Linked DNA regions of Sus scrofa: regions 1 and 3 are each linked to region 2. Evidence: chromatin contacts called from public Hi-C and promoter capture Hi-C data. All regions are on one chromosome and are shown on one strand. Each heading gives the region's core, a stretch centred on a gene start, on an enhancer-like site or on the middle of the called end of the contact. The rest is flanking DNA. Distances are from core to core; before and after follow the strand shown. Region 1 holds the start of SIN3A (paired amphipathic helix protein Sin3a). Region 2 holds the start of LOC100156967 (cytochrome c oxidase subunit 5A, mitochondrial). Region 3 holds the start of ARID3B (AT-rich interactive domain-containing protein 3B).

Region 1 (4,836 bases), core at 696-3,195, 450 kb after region 2:
ACAGGGTGGACTTCCCCCTCCTAGCTCGATCCGCCGGAGGAGGAGGGGCTATATATGCCACCAATCAGGAGTAGGGGCGGGACCTTGCGCCTCACGTAAGCCGCAGGAATCCTCCCTCCGCCCTTCATGGAAAAAAATCCTAGCAACTTAAACTCCAGCCCGGCCTCCGATAGGCGGAGCTCGGGAGAATGTCATCCAATCAACAACCGAGAAGGAAAAAAGGGAGTCTCTCCCAGCCAGTGGAAGACAAGAGAAGGCGGGCCCTCTTGAGGAGCCCGAGATGGGTGGAAGAGAGAGAGAGAAAGGCCCCGCCCCTCAGCTCCGCTCCCAGCCGGTTGCACAAGCCGTCGCGGGAGTAGATAGTAAACAGGGTAGGCCAAGGAGTGGAGGCAGGGGCAGCCTAGCGTTCCGTGGGCCCGGGCCCCTGCGCCCCCTCTCGCGGCGTCGCCCCGCCCGACTTCGGCGTTTCGCGCCGGCGCCCCGCCTCCCAACCCGCGGCCGCCATCCCGGCTGACAGGCGCGCCCCCCGCGCCCCTCCCCGCACGCTGATGCATTTCCTTTTCCCGATTCTGAGCGTGGAGACTGTTTTCCCAGTTTCCGACCTTCACTGCCCCTTTCAGGCCACCCCCTCGTGGGCGCGCTCACACGCCTGCGTCCCCGCCTCCACCCCATCCGCAAGCGAGGAGCACGACCGGGGGATGGGAAGGGAGCTGCCGCCGCCTTGGGGTGGGCGGGGAAGGAGGCAGCTCCATGTTTGCAAGGGGATCAGCTGGGGCCGTGAGTCGAAGCCGCCGAGTTCCTGGAGGTTTTCCACACCCCCGGGCCGTGTTCCGGCGCCGAATGCTGGCTCTACTGCCACGGCCCGGGAGTTCGGAGAACCCAGACCGGCGCATGGGGCTAGTGCCGAGGTGCGGGGGCTCTTTCCGGTGGCTTCCCCCGGCTGCCCCTCCCGCAAGTCCGGCGTTGCCCCCGCCCCCAGAGTCCATAACAACCGCGGGCCCTAGGCACCCGCGCCTCTCCTGAGCGCGCCCACCGCCCCCTCGGACAAGTTTGCAGACAGAAACAAAACCCTCGGGCGGCTGCCGCCTTCGCCCAGCGTCGTTAGCGGGGAAAGCCACGGGCCCCGGCTCCCTTGCTAACTCCAGCTCTCGACCAACTCCGGGCGCCGCGGACTCAGTGGGCCCGGCCAGCCGGGCTCAGGCCGCCGCCCCCTGCCGAGCCCGCGCGCCGCAGCCCAGGCCTGGTTCCAGTCGGTGTACGGAATCTCCCCTTTTTTCTTCTTTACAATAATTTTTTAAGGCATTCCAGGAGCGAGGAGGATCTCCTCCTGCTGGCACCTTACCCAGTTCGCCGCCGAAACCTACCGAAACCGGCCGCTCGGTGAAATAAACTAGGCAGCACGGCCGGCACACTGGCGACCCCAGGCCGGGCCGACCCCCTCCCCACGGATCCGGCCGGGCTTGGAAACACACTGGCGAGCGGGCGGCGCCAAGAGCTCTCCTTCCTGGCCTGCCCCTCGCCTCCCTCGGCCGCCGGACTCCAAGCTCCCCTAGCTCCGTCCCAGGACCCGTTGCGCCGGTACCAGGGCGCACTGGCCGAAGCGACCGGCTGGTGAACTAGCCCCCCAAAACGCCCAAGATTGGGGAGACCAAATTAAAAGCAGCTGTTTAACATACCTTCCGAGCCAGGCGAGGAGTCCTGAATGGGGGGGAACGCCCCCCACGGGCCATTGGCTCCCCGCTGCTCTCGTCAGTCATCCTGGGCCCGCCTCCCCGCCTTGCTCCACCTCTTCCCCTTCATTGAACGCCCCCTCCCTCCAAAAAAAAATCCAAATAAATAGATTAAAGTATCCGTGAGTGTGAGCCGCATCTGTGACAGAGGACCCTATATCGAAGGTACCGCCGCTTCGAATTTCTTGAGGCCTTTGGACTGGAAGGAGACCTACTGTGACTCGGAGATCCTCTGGGTGGACACGGAGGAGGAGCTAGCCGGGCTACCCAGCCCCTACTTCCTTCACACACACACCCCATTTGGAACTGAGCAGAGGGAGGCGGGTAGGGATACCCTAGCGACTGGCTGCAATGTCCCGACTCCCCTGGCTGTGTAACCTAACCGTGGACGGCCCATTTTCTGTTAGGCGACTGCCTAAAAATGAACGGTGTAATTGGAAAGTCGTATGTTCCGGGCAACAGGCACTTGCCTGAGCACTTTCTGGGGTGAGGCAGACAGAGTCATACCGCACCTGCTGCTTGGGTGCGATTACAGAGACTGAATGAGATGCTCACTCTGCACTATCCAAGGACTCCAGATCTATCTACCTGAGGAGATGCTACAGAAAGAACTAAGGCAATGCAGAAATGTATATATAAATAGACATCCACAGAATCTCGGAGCAAGGAGCTTCTTTCTGAGGAAAAGTGGTAAAGTCTTCCTGGAGGAGGTGGCACGCAAGTTGGGTCTTAAAGATTTCATCAGGCGGAAGTGGAGGGGCAAGTCATTTTCAGCAAAGGACACATAGAGGTGAATGCAAAATATTAAGAAACACTAAAAGTGTGGCTGTAGTCATGAAAATCAGGTTTGGAAAGATGGAGTCAGAGAACAGAACACTATACTACCTTGTTAAAATTCTCAGGCTTGCACAGCAGAATGTGCAAGCAACATGACTGGTCACAAAATCACGGGCCCAAAACTATGGTTTAAGATGCTCAACATCCCAGCAGCTGGATGGATTCTGAGGGTAGGTTGAATGAAGCGTGCCTGCAGGCAGGAAAGTGAAGCAGAAAGGCTGTTGTAATAATGGGTTTGGAGATTACAGAGTTACATATTCTGGTGGGAGGGGTGGGTGGAGAGAGCCAAGAGGTTTCATCTCTCTCCAAGCCCCCAATCCAGAAACCCTTCCCTATCAGCAGTCCTCACATCAAAACTCTGCCTCACATGCCTCTGTGAATCATTTGTAGTGTTTTTGTCATAACTTTACACCAAAAGAGTTTTGGCAGGGGTAGCAGGGACAGAGGCTACCCCACATATCACCAAGCCTGGGGCCAGGGTACACAGTGGGTGAGGAAGAAAGACTTATTGATTGATGGATCCAGGTAATTCATGTGAATGATGTAGAATGTGCAGAAAGTGAAGGGCCTTAAAGTCCTGTGAGCAGAATGGGAGTCTGCTGCCAGTTAGGCTATCCCAACAATTCAGGTGAGATGTAACGAGGACTTGACCAGGGCTGTGGCTATGGGTAAGCAAGAATACAAATGGAGAACTGCAGTGGCTTGGGTGCTGTGGAGACACTGGTTCAATCCCCTGTAAGTACAGTGGGTTAAAGGATCCAGCATTGCTGCGGCCGCAGTATAGGAGTCAGTCCCTGGCCCAGGAACTTCCACATGCATGGCTGTAGCCGAAAAGAAATTTTTTTAGTAAAAATAAAACCAGAGAGATGTGGTTGAGAAAGACTGAAGACTACTGGGTGACCGATTCAGTGTGGGTAATGGAGGGAAAGGAAGAGTCAGTGGCAGTGACCTGGTGCGTGAAAAGGTAGAAGACCTTGAGGCTAATGGTTCAGTAATCTGGGTTCTAGATTGATCACCACTAATGACTTGGTAGAATACCTTTAGACAAGTCCCTTCCTCCCTGTGAAATAGAGCCTCAGGTGCCTGTAGAAAGACAGGCTCTAAGGACACTTACTTCACTCAGAGTCCATAGGATGGGGGTCTAATGGGGAGGGAGGCTTGCCACTAAGGAGAAAGGGCAGGTGGGTAGAAATACTGATTTGGGGAGGGAAGTGAGTCATCTCAGAGGACTAGAATTTGGGTGGTAGCTTGGTTGATGGAATCACTAAGGGAGAGTGTAGAGGGAGAAAGTCCAGGAGGCGAAAATTATTCAGTGGAAGGCCCAACACCTGGCAGGGCCATGGAGGTTGAGGTTCATTATCAGATTGGGGCTCTGTAGAGTAGAGGCCAAGTCTTTTGTTTGTTTGGGGGAGGGGGGGTGCTTTTTTTCTGGCCGCCTGCGGCATATGGAATTCCTGGGCCAGAAATCAGATCGAAGCCTCAGTTATGACCTACACTGCAGCTGTGGCAAGGCCAGATTCTTTAACCCACTGTGCCAGGCTGGAGGGCGAATCTGCATCCTGGCGCTGCAGAGGTGCCGTCAATCCTGTTGTGCCACAGCAGAAACTCCAAAGACCAAGTTTTTCTTTATCAGAATAGAGATCCAATGTCTGGAGCTCCATCTCATATTTGTCCTCTATTTCCCAAGAGGCTATGTCTTAAATGAAGGCTAAACAGATACTGTGTGATTGTGAGATAAGGCAAGGCAGAGTGGTAGAAAGCAGAAAGAACATTAGTCTGGAAGTTGAGTCCCATGGTTTCCATTTAGTCTTCTTATTATCTGTGCATCAGCTTCATGTCCTGTATAAGAGGATAACATGGAATCCTTACCCTATTATGAAGATCACATGTGATGATAAATAGGCACTTTAATACACCTAGTAAGGCTGAACTTCTGTGAAGGCCAAAGGCTCAAGCACTTGACTGTAAGCCTGGACTGCAGGGAGTATATTGTGAATGAAGTTGCCTATGGAGCATGTGCAACTAGGATACTAGACTCAGAGAACCAGACTTTGCTGACACTCCTTACCCTCTTGGGAGGGTAAGTGCACCACCCTGATGGAAATCCCCTCCCGAATGTCCCCTGGACTGAGCACCTCAAGGGCAGCAACTCTAATTCACCTCTGAGCCCCCAGGAATCAGAGTCACTGGACCTTGGAAGGGGTCCAGTGATGGTTTCTGACTTGGTACATTTATGCCTGCATAGCACAGCCTCTCCCAGACTCTGGGA
Region 2 (4,444 bases), core at 293-2,792:
GTTAGGGAATTATACTAAAGAGGGTGCGGAGAATGCCTAGCAGATAAACCAGTAGTCCAAATTTACTGGAGAAAGAACTGCCTTAAATCTAGAGTTTGCAGAAAGCCTGCCACTTCCTCAACCTGCCACAAAATGTAACAATTCTTTTCAAGAGGTCAAGAACACCTCCCCCAAATGTATCCACATGAACAAAACCGAAGCAAAACATAACTCCTTAGGTTCTGAAGCGCTAGTTAAATAGTCAAAAGAACAACACTATTAGTTTTGAGTTTGAGTGCATGTTTAAATTTTATAACGTTAGCATATGCTACCGTCACGCACCAAGATCAAAGCGCAGTTACAAGAAATGGGCACAACACTGTGAGCCAACTATATTCCAATAAATTTTTTAAAGTGCATTTACAATAATTAAAAGTTCAGTGCTGGACACAAAGTCTCCTGGAACACATATTAAGCAGAAGGCAAAATAAGAGACAGAAATCAGCAGAACATCTCATACTCCAGCAACCAGACTTCTAGCCGGAAGCACAAATAAAAAATAAAACTTCTCCAAGTTTGTAGGACCCAGGACTCCTGGGTCTGTGGTACCCCGTTTTCCAAACAGTAATATTCTTATCCTAAGACCTATCAAGTCAGGCTCTCTTCCAGACCTCAGGAAACAACCACATACACTGATCTAATGTAAAGATGGAAGAATTAAAACATGGCACAACAGTGTCTAAAAATAAAAGAACGGCTGGAGAAAGTGACACACAAAACGGTAACGAGAAATGCCTGATGAAAAGACTACACTGTGTCCCAGTCACGGAAGTATAAAGTGTTCTCGGAAGAGGCTGCGGGCGGCGGTGCCAGGGTCCCCGGAGGGGCCACTCCCGCCTTCTACCCTGAGCTCAATGTCACCTTCGCGGAAGCGCTGCAGGCCGGCGGTAGCCACTCCCAGTCAGTGGCCGCAGGATCAACGCCAGGGCACGGTCATGGCCCGGGGACCGAAGAGGTCCAGTGGGCGCGGGAGGTGCACCCACAGCAGGTCCACGCTCGACCGGTCCGCGGTGCCCGCACCAGGAAGTCGCGCCAAGGGAGGACCCCGGGACGCGCCCTCGAGTCCTCCACAACTCGGCGGCGGCGGGAATGGCTAGCGGTCCTCAGGTTCGGCCGTCGGCCCGCAGGGCAGGGGCTAGGCCTCTGGGCGAGCCTGCCCTCGCATGGCGGCGGGGGCCCAGGTCACCACAAGGACACGCGGGCGCGGACAGTGGCAGGCGGGAGCCTTACCGGCGGCGGGGCCGGGGGTCGGAGTGGGGTGCAGAAGGCCTCGAGGGCTGGCCCGGGCGACTGCGGCTGCTGCTACGGAGCAGCGGCGAACAGCGGCGCCTAGCATGACGGCGATGGCGGCGCGCAGGTTAACGCTAAGGCAAAGCCGGGTGTGAGCTCAAGGGCCGCTTCGAAGCTCGTGGGGGCCGAACTCACGCACCGACGCAGGGCGGGCGGAGCGTGGAGGCCCTCCCACTGCGGCGCTCGCGCCTAGGCGGAAAGGGGCCACACGCGGCCGCAGGCGGCCTACGGCGGCGCGTTCAGGACAAACCATTTCGGCGCCGCGCCCCGCCCCGCCGCCCGGGTCTGGGCGTGGACCAGATCTGCTATTGTGGAGCTAGGATGGTAGGATGGCAGAGGACAGCAGTGGACAGGCTCGAGAGGCGACTCCAGCACCTCAAAATGGGAACGATAACAATAATAACGACAAATTATAATAAAAATATCTTTTTTGTTTACCACCTGGTGTGAGCCTACAATAAGAGAACAAGTGGGGGCAAAACAACTGCTTGTGTATAAGATCTTATTAGCAACTAATCTTTTTTTTTTTTTTTTGCTTTTTAGGGCCGCACCTGCAACATAATGGAAGTTTCCAGGCTAAGGGTGGAATTGGAGCTGTAGCCGCCAGCCTATGCTGCAGCCATAGCAACGCCAGATCCTAGCGGCGTCTGCAACCTACACCATGGCTCACCGCAACGCCGGATCCTTAACCCACTGAGTGAGGCCAGGGATGGAACCCTCAACCTCATGGTTACTAGTCGGATTATTTTCCCCTGCGCCATAACAGGGATCAACAGCAATATTCCTGTATAACAAATCCGCAAGCATTAGGAAATGAGTGGAGGAGCTCCCGCTGGGGCGCCACAGGCGGGATTGGCCGTGTCTTGGGAGCTCTGAGACCAGGGTTCCATCCCCTGCCACGCATAGTGGGTTAAGGACCCGGTGTTGCCGCAGCTACGACTTGAGTGGCGATTACCTTGGAATCTGTTCCCTGGCCCAGGATCTCCATATGCCACGGGGCGGCCAAAAATTGGAAAAAAAATATGAGTGCAATCACTTTACAGAGAAGGAAACAGCCTCAGAAATTAGATTTCTTGCAGGCAATTGACTCTCTTTTCACCAAATCCCCAGTTCCAGGACTCACCTGGATGTTTCTGGGGAAACCACCACTTCCAGTCCCTACAGGAAGGGGTCGATTAAATCCCAAGACTCTTAATATCAAATCTGGCCTCAGTAACTGCATTCTGATTTTGAGCTCCTGGGCAGTGGGCCTGCTTGCCCCAGGCCTGAATTATCTCGCAGCCACCAAGAGTTAAGTAGTAAAGATTCTTGACTTGTAATCACTCATTCTCTATCCCTGGACCCACTGAAGAAAGAAAAGATGGATATTCAGCTCCTCTTCCTCACTCCAGGCTCTGTCTCCAGAAAATCAGTGTTGATCTCTTTTTCTTCCCTAGCAGTGTGGCCTTAGGAGGTATGAATCTGGCTGGGAAACGGATAAAAAAGCTTTTCTCAAAGCACCTGTCCTCTGAGAGTTCCCTTGCAGCATAGTGGGTTAAGGAGCTGGATGTTATCACTGCAGTGGTTTGAGTCACTGCTATGGTGAGGGTTCAGTCCTTGGTCCAGGAACTTACATATGCCCCTGGTTGTGGCCAAAAGTAAAAACAAACAAACAAAAAAACCCCAAAGCACCTGTCCCCATTTTCCCCCACCAACTTAACCAAACAACACCAGGGGAAGTTTTGCCTCTTTGAGTTTAATTAATATTCTCCAAATATCTTAAGAGCTGGAAGCTCAGGACAAGGTCAGCGTTCCCATACTTAAGAAAGCACTGTAGTTCTCTTGCGGCACGTGGCATTAAGGATCCACATCTTCACTGCAGCAACCTGCATCGCTGCTGTGGTACAGGCATCTCTGGTCTGGGAACTTCCACACTCCATCTGGTCTTTGCTCTTAGTCTCTCCACTTTGCTACAGTACCTTAGATTGAGAACTGGAGTGTGGTATGTTTTGGTTGTTGTTTTCAAAAACAATCATGACTGTAGTGGAGTTCCCGCTGTGGTGCAGTGGATGAAGAATCTGGTGTTGTCTCTGCAGAGGTACGGGTTTAATCTGCTACCCAGAGAAGTGGGTTAAAGATCCTGCTTTGCTGCAGCTGTGGCAGTTGTTGTAGCTGCAGTTCAGATTGGATCCCTGGCCTGGGACTCCCATATGCCACAGGTGTGGCTGAAAAAGAAAAAAAAATGAGTGTAATTTATTATGTACCACTGCATGCTATAAATTATTTATTATCTCATCTAAGCCTCATAACAATGTTGTGAGATAAGAATTTATCCCTATTTTAAAGATGAAGAAATAGGCTCAAAGGATATTTGCCTAAGAATCACATAGCTAATAAATAGTAGTGCTTAGAGCCCAGGTTTGTCTGACTCTAGAAATTGTTTTCTTTCCCTACCACCCCTAAAGGTAGGCTTTGCTGGCTTCTCAGTGAACTCTGAACCACTTGTTACCTTGAGGGCAGTTCTTAGCCCTCATCACTTGTATTAGTTTTCTATTGCTGCCTAACAATTTACCACAAACTAAGCAACTTAAAACAATACCCATTTGGAGTTCCCACTGTGACACATTGGGTTAATGATCTGGCTTGCCTCTGTGGCTTTGCTGGGTTGAATCCTTGGCCTAGAACAGTGGGTTAAGGATCCCGTGTTGCTGCAGCTGCTGCAGCTGTGGCATAAGTCATAGATGAACCTAGGAACTTTCACATGCTCTGGATGGGGCTGAAAAAGCAAGCAATCAAACAAACCAGTAAAGATTCTTGGAATTCCCTGGTGGCTCATTGGGTTAAGGATCTGGCTTGTCACTGCCATGATGTGGATTTGATCACTGGCTCTGGAACTTCTGCATGCTGCAGGCCTGGCCAAAAACGCAAAAGAGTCCCCATTTATTATATCCCAGTTTCTGTAGGTCAGAGTTATGCCTTCATAGCATAACTGGTTTTCTACTGAGGATCTTATAAGACTGAAATCAAGATGTCAGTCGGGACTCTGGTCTCATCTGGAGCTCAGAGTCCTCTTCCCCGAGCTTGTTTAGATGGTTGGCAGAATCCAGTTCTTTGGCGTTGTAGGACCGAGTCCACA
Region 3 (4,779 bases), core at 2,248-4,747, 380 kb before region 2:
AAACAAGAGTTTGTTTGAATACTGATGGAAGGGTCCAATGTTGCAAGAGTTAAAGGAAGAACCCTGAGAATTGGGAAGGGAAATTTGAGCATGCATGGAAGGTTTGGTTTTAAAAAATTATCATATAATAAAACTGACTGTATTTTTATTGTACATCTCTATGGATTTTAACACATGTATAGATTCATGTAACTATACATAGCCACAATCAGGATACAGAAGAGTTCCCTCACTCCCAAATCCTCCTTTTTAACTATACCTTTACAGTCACTACTCCATCCCTAACTCCTGGCTACCACTGACTTATTCTCTATCACTATAGTTTTAATATTTTCAAGACTATCATTTTGAGACTAGCTCCTTCCACTCAGCATAATGCCTTTATTGTTATGTTGTTATAATGCCAAGTTTGGAGGTTTACTAATACTTCATTCCTTTTTATTACTGAGTGGTATTCCATTTGGGGTCAGTTTCTGATAGAATTCCCCAGGTCGGTAATGTTAGCACTGTTCTACCAGTTATCTGGGGCAAAAACCTTGGCATCATCCTTGAATCTCTAACGTATACATAATCCATTAGTAAGTCCTGTGGCTTTACTTTCAAAATACACCTGAAATCTGACCACTTCTTAGCATATTCACTGTGTCATCTAGTTCAGGCCACCGTCATCTTATGCCAGGGCTAATGCTTCCACTCTTACCCCTCTACGTTCACTGCTTATTCTCTGCACAACAGCTAGAATGGAATTTTTTTTTTTTTTTTAATGGCCACACCCGTGGCATATGGAAGTTCCCAGGCTAGGGGTCGAATCAGAGCTACAGCTACTGGCCTATACCATAGCCAGAAAAACTCAGGATCTAAGCCACATCTGCGACCTACACCACAGTTCACAGCAATGCCGGATCCTTAACCCACCGAGAAAGGCCAGGGATCGAACCTGCGTCCTCAGGAATCTTAGGTTTGTTACCACTGAGCCACAAACTCCTAGAATGAAACTTTCAGAGTCTTAAATCTGATCAAATCACTGTGTATTTAAACTTCTTCAGTGGTTTAGGTGGTAATAATCCAGTTGTCACCATGGCCTATTAAGTCCCAGGTAGATGGGCCCCTGGATAACTCTCTGATCTCAACTCTAACCACTATCCCCTCACTCACTTTGTATCTTTCTATTTCTATAGTATGTCAAGCATGGTCCTGCCTCAGACCATTTGAATTTGCTGTAATCTCTGCCCAGAACATATTTTCTCTAGATATCCACATGGCTCACCCCCATCAAGTCAATTCCAGTTTCTGCTTAAGTGTCTCTTATCAACGAGTTTTTTTCTGACTAACATCTAAAACAGCAGTCACCTGACACCACTGTCTAACTCTTACCCTGCTTTGTTCTTCTTCATACACACATATATACACATAAACATACATGTGTATGTTTTTCTGTCTCCCTATATTAGGTCCTTGAAGACAAGGAATTTTTTTTTTTTGTTCACTGCTTAACAAGCACCTAGATGAGTGCCTCATATGGAATATAGTGGGAGTTCAACAACTATTTTTTATTGAGTAAATTATAGGAGGAAAGGACAGGATGGAAACATATGTAGATTTCTAGATTTTAGGGTATTCTACATTTCCTATTACTTACACAGTAAGATAATCAGGGGAAGAGGTATGGGAAGCATAGGGTTTAGAGATTTGCAGATAGTGGAGAACAAGTTAACTAGAAAAATAAAATGAAATTTCCAGGCACTGTTCGGAGCTCATTTAAGGTTGAAATCATTTAGTGATGCCTGTTTGTTCATCAGGACAATTTACTATGACAAGGTATATGGAGAAGTATGTTAGTTCATCCAGGGTGGAGGACTTAGTTGGGGAAAAGAGGGGTGTTGGGGTGGGCTTAAGAGTAAGTAAGAGGGAGACTGTAATGATATACTGCTGAATCTAAGATGGATAAGGAGTGAAGTGAAAAGTGAGGATTAAGTAGAAGCTTTCAATCAGAACTGGAGGTTCTGATAAAGTGAAAACAATGTAAATGAAGTTCTTGAGCCGTCCAGGTAAAGAATATCAGGCTGTGGTTGGACAGAGGGATGTCGGAAGTACTGATTCATGACACAATAGGGTTTCTGGTGACAAGGTCCAGGTTTCTGACTGGGATTGGGGGGCTAATGTAAGGGATGAGGCCCGCATGTGAAATGGGTTGTCCACATTGACTGAAATGATCAAGATGGAAGATGGTTAGAGGAAAGTAAGACAAGGAGCTGGGTGAACAAATTAGCAGATGGTCTCCTCTCTACAGAGGAGTGTCTTAAGAAGTAAGCATCAGATAACATATTACTATAAATAAAATAGATAACCAACAACGGCCTACTGTATAGCACAGGGAACCATACAAACTCTTTCATAAAAACCTATAAAGGAAAAGAATCTGAAAAAGAAAACATACATATACACGTAACTGAATTACTGTGCTGTACATCTGAAACTAATACAACATTGTAAATTAACTGTACTTCAATTAAAAAATAATAAAATGAAAAAATTAAGTCTAGGCGTTCCCCAGTTGATCAGCAGGTTAAGGATCCTGTGTTGTCACTGCTATGGCTCAAGTCACTGCCATGGCACAGGTTTGATATCTTGCCCAGGGAACTTCCAAACTCTGCGAATGCAACCAAAAAAATTTTAAAAAAAAACCACTTTTTTTCTTTTTAGTGCAGCACTTGCAGCGTATGGAGGAAGTTCCCAGGCTAGGGGTGGAATCAGAGCTGCAGCTGCTGGCCTACACCACAGCTCATGACAACGTGGGATCCTCAACCCACTGAGAGAGGCCAGGGATTGCACAGGCATCCTCATGGATACTAGTTGGGTTCTTAACCTGCTAAGCCACAACAGGGAACTCCAAAAAAATTTTTTTTAAATCTAATTTGTATGATTCACAAAAAGACTAAGCTTCAGAGAAACAAGGGTTTTTACAAAAGGTGGCAGCATTTGTCCCCCACTTTTGGAACCCAGGAAATGAAAATACTAACCCATGTGAGAGGATGCAGCATCCTTACGGGACAGCCAGGTCTCAGTCCAGAGAAGTTCGGAGAAAAGCAGATCCGGAAGCGGGAATCTCAGAAGACCAGTTTGAAAGTGGGAGATTGGGGAAGGGACTAAAGCAGAAGAACATCCTGACAGTCCTTGTCCTTTATTTACCCTACCTACCGCCCGCACTACATCACCCTCCACAACCAGAAAACGCGCAAAAAAGACTAGGCACCCCAGCTGATTTCAACTCCCCGCGAAAGTGCTGACGCCGGAACTCCTGCTTGTCTCCGCTTTCCCATTGGCAGAAGCTTCCGCCAGCTTCAACTCGCTTCCGCCCACGATTCAGTAGGGCGGGGCTGTTCCTAGAAGTCACTTCCGCCCGACCCGCCCATTGTTCCCTTTTTGGCCGCTTCCGGCCTCAGGTCCCGCCCCATCCCTGTGGCCTCGCCCCTTCCCGGCCCGGCAGTCCGGCCCAGCGGTCCCGCTTCCGGTGCGGGCCCCGCCCCGGCTGTGGCCGCCGGCTGCGGAGAAGTACGAAACCCAGCTGCCGAGCCGGGGCCTGAGTGGCCATCTCCTCCAACGACGGCTGACCCGGAGCGCCTGACACAGGTAAGCCGCTCCGGGCTCGGCTCCTTCAGCCTCGGCGGGAGCGGGGGTTGTGGCAGGTGGAGGAGACAGAGGGGTAGGAGGAAAGGCAGGTGTGTAGAGGGAAAACGTGAAGGCGCGGGCAGGCGGAGCGCGGGGGCCGCGGAGGAAAAGTGAGAACGCTGGGAGGAGCCTGGAGGCGCCCTCGCCCATTAGGGTGATTTGAGATAAAGGGATGGGATGAGTAAGGGGCCCCCGGGAACTGAGAGGGTAAGAATAGGTGGGGTTGGAGCGATCTAAGCATAGCCGGCGGATTGGCTGGGAGGTCTTGGTAGAGGTAAAAGTGATAGGGTTGGGTTGGGGGGCTATGAAGAATGGCTGGGATGGGGGGAGGTGTGGGGCTTAAAGGGAGCTGAGGCCAGAGGGATCTGGCAGCAAAGGTAAAAAGAATGGTGGGCAAGGCTGGGTTCAGAGCTGTAAGCAGTCCGTTGCGCCGGACCTGGAGGTCCGGGAACTTTAGGGGAAATGGGAGAGGGGGACGTCTGAAGGGATAGAGTGGTTTATATTTCTGAGACATAACTTTTCTAAAAGTAGGCAGGTAGTATTGTTGTTTGAATCAACTAGCTACTTAGGGACAAGGGGAAGATGGGCTCTTTGGGGGAGGGTGTGTGTATCGAATTGTAGAACTGAGTCATCTCAGTCTTACTAAAGAGGCTGTGAGACACCTCCCCCTCTGCTGGGGACAGCATGCAGGGAAGATGGTGCCATAAGATGAGAAGCAGTTGTTCAATGACGGCAGGACTTGGTTGAAAAATTACCCCACTTGTGATTGATTGCCTAATGTTACTAGGAGAATTAAAATGACCACTGAATTCTTTGTTTTATTCGTTTGTTTACTTTTCTTTGATGCAAGTTATTTTTATTTTAAATGAACATTTTTGGCAGCTGGGTTTATTTAATGCGGGTGTAAATCTTTTCATGCTTTGTTACACTATAAAAAGGGCTATAGCAGAACGAAGTATTGCTTCAGGCATAACTCACACTTTCTAAAGTGCCAGGAGAGGAAGTAAAGACAGAAGCAAATTGGAATTTGAATCTCTCACAGATTGCAAAAGGCAAAAGCGGTGCTCCTAAGATAAGCAGAAAGTGAGAATTTTAAAATTTCTACTTTGC

Evidence for each region. Promoter capture Hi-C pulls out the DNA fragments that hold promoters and counts their contacts. A called contact is a pair of places that touch in the nucleus more often than the background predicts.
Region 1: a Hi-C map of liver shows a contact between it and region 2, with 2.2 times the contacts expected there. The contact joins the promoter of SIN3A here to the promoter of LOC100156967 in region 2. A contact is called at or near these places in 2 of 47 Hi-C or Micro-C datasets (heart right ventricle and liver) and 1 of 2 datasets of contacts at active chromatin or transcription factors (alveolar macrophages).
Region 3: a promoter capture Hi-C map of liver shows a contact between it and region 2, with 3 times the contacts expected there. The contact joins the promoter of ARID3B here to the promoter of LOC100156967 in region 2. A contact is called at or near these places in 1 of 5 promoter capture datasets (liver) and 1 of 47 Hi-C or Micro-C datasets (skeletal muscle).

What each region holds. Positions count from the first base shown.
Region 1 is chr7:58,168,930-58,173,765 of Sscrofa11.1, reverse strand. It overlaps SIN3A (paired amphipathic helix protein Sin3a), which reads right to left and starts at 1,945. Exons shown (of 23, transcript XM_021099023.1): 1 at 1,677-1,945.
Region 2 is chr7:58,620,067-58,624,510 of Sscrofa11.1, reverse strand. LOC100156967 (cytochrome c oxidase subunit 5A, mitochondrial) reads right to left here and starts at 1,542. Exons shown (of 5, transcript XM_005666147.2): 1 at 1,270-1,542. The coding sequence starts at 1,375.
Region 3 is chr7:58,997,425-59,002,203 of Sscrofa11.1, reverse strand. It overlaps ARID3B (AT-rich interactive domain-containing protein 3B), which reads left to right and starts at 3,497. Exons shown (of 11, transcript XM_021099056.1): 1 at 3,497-3,630.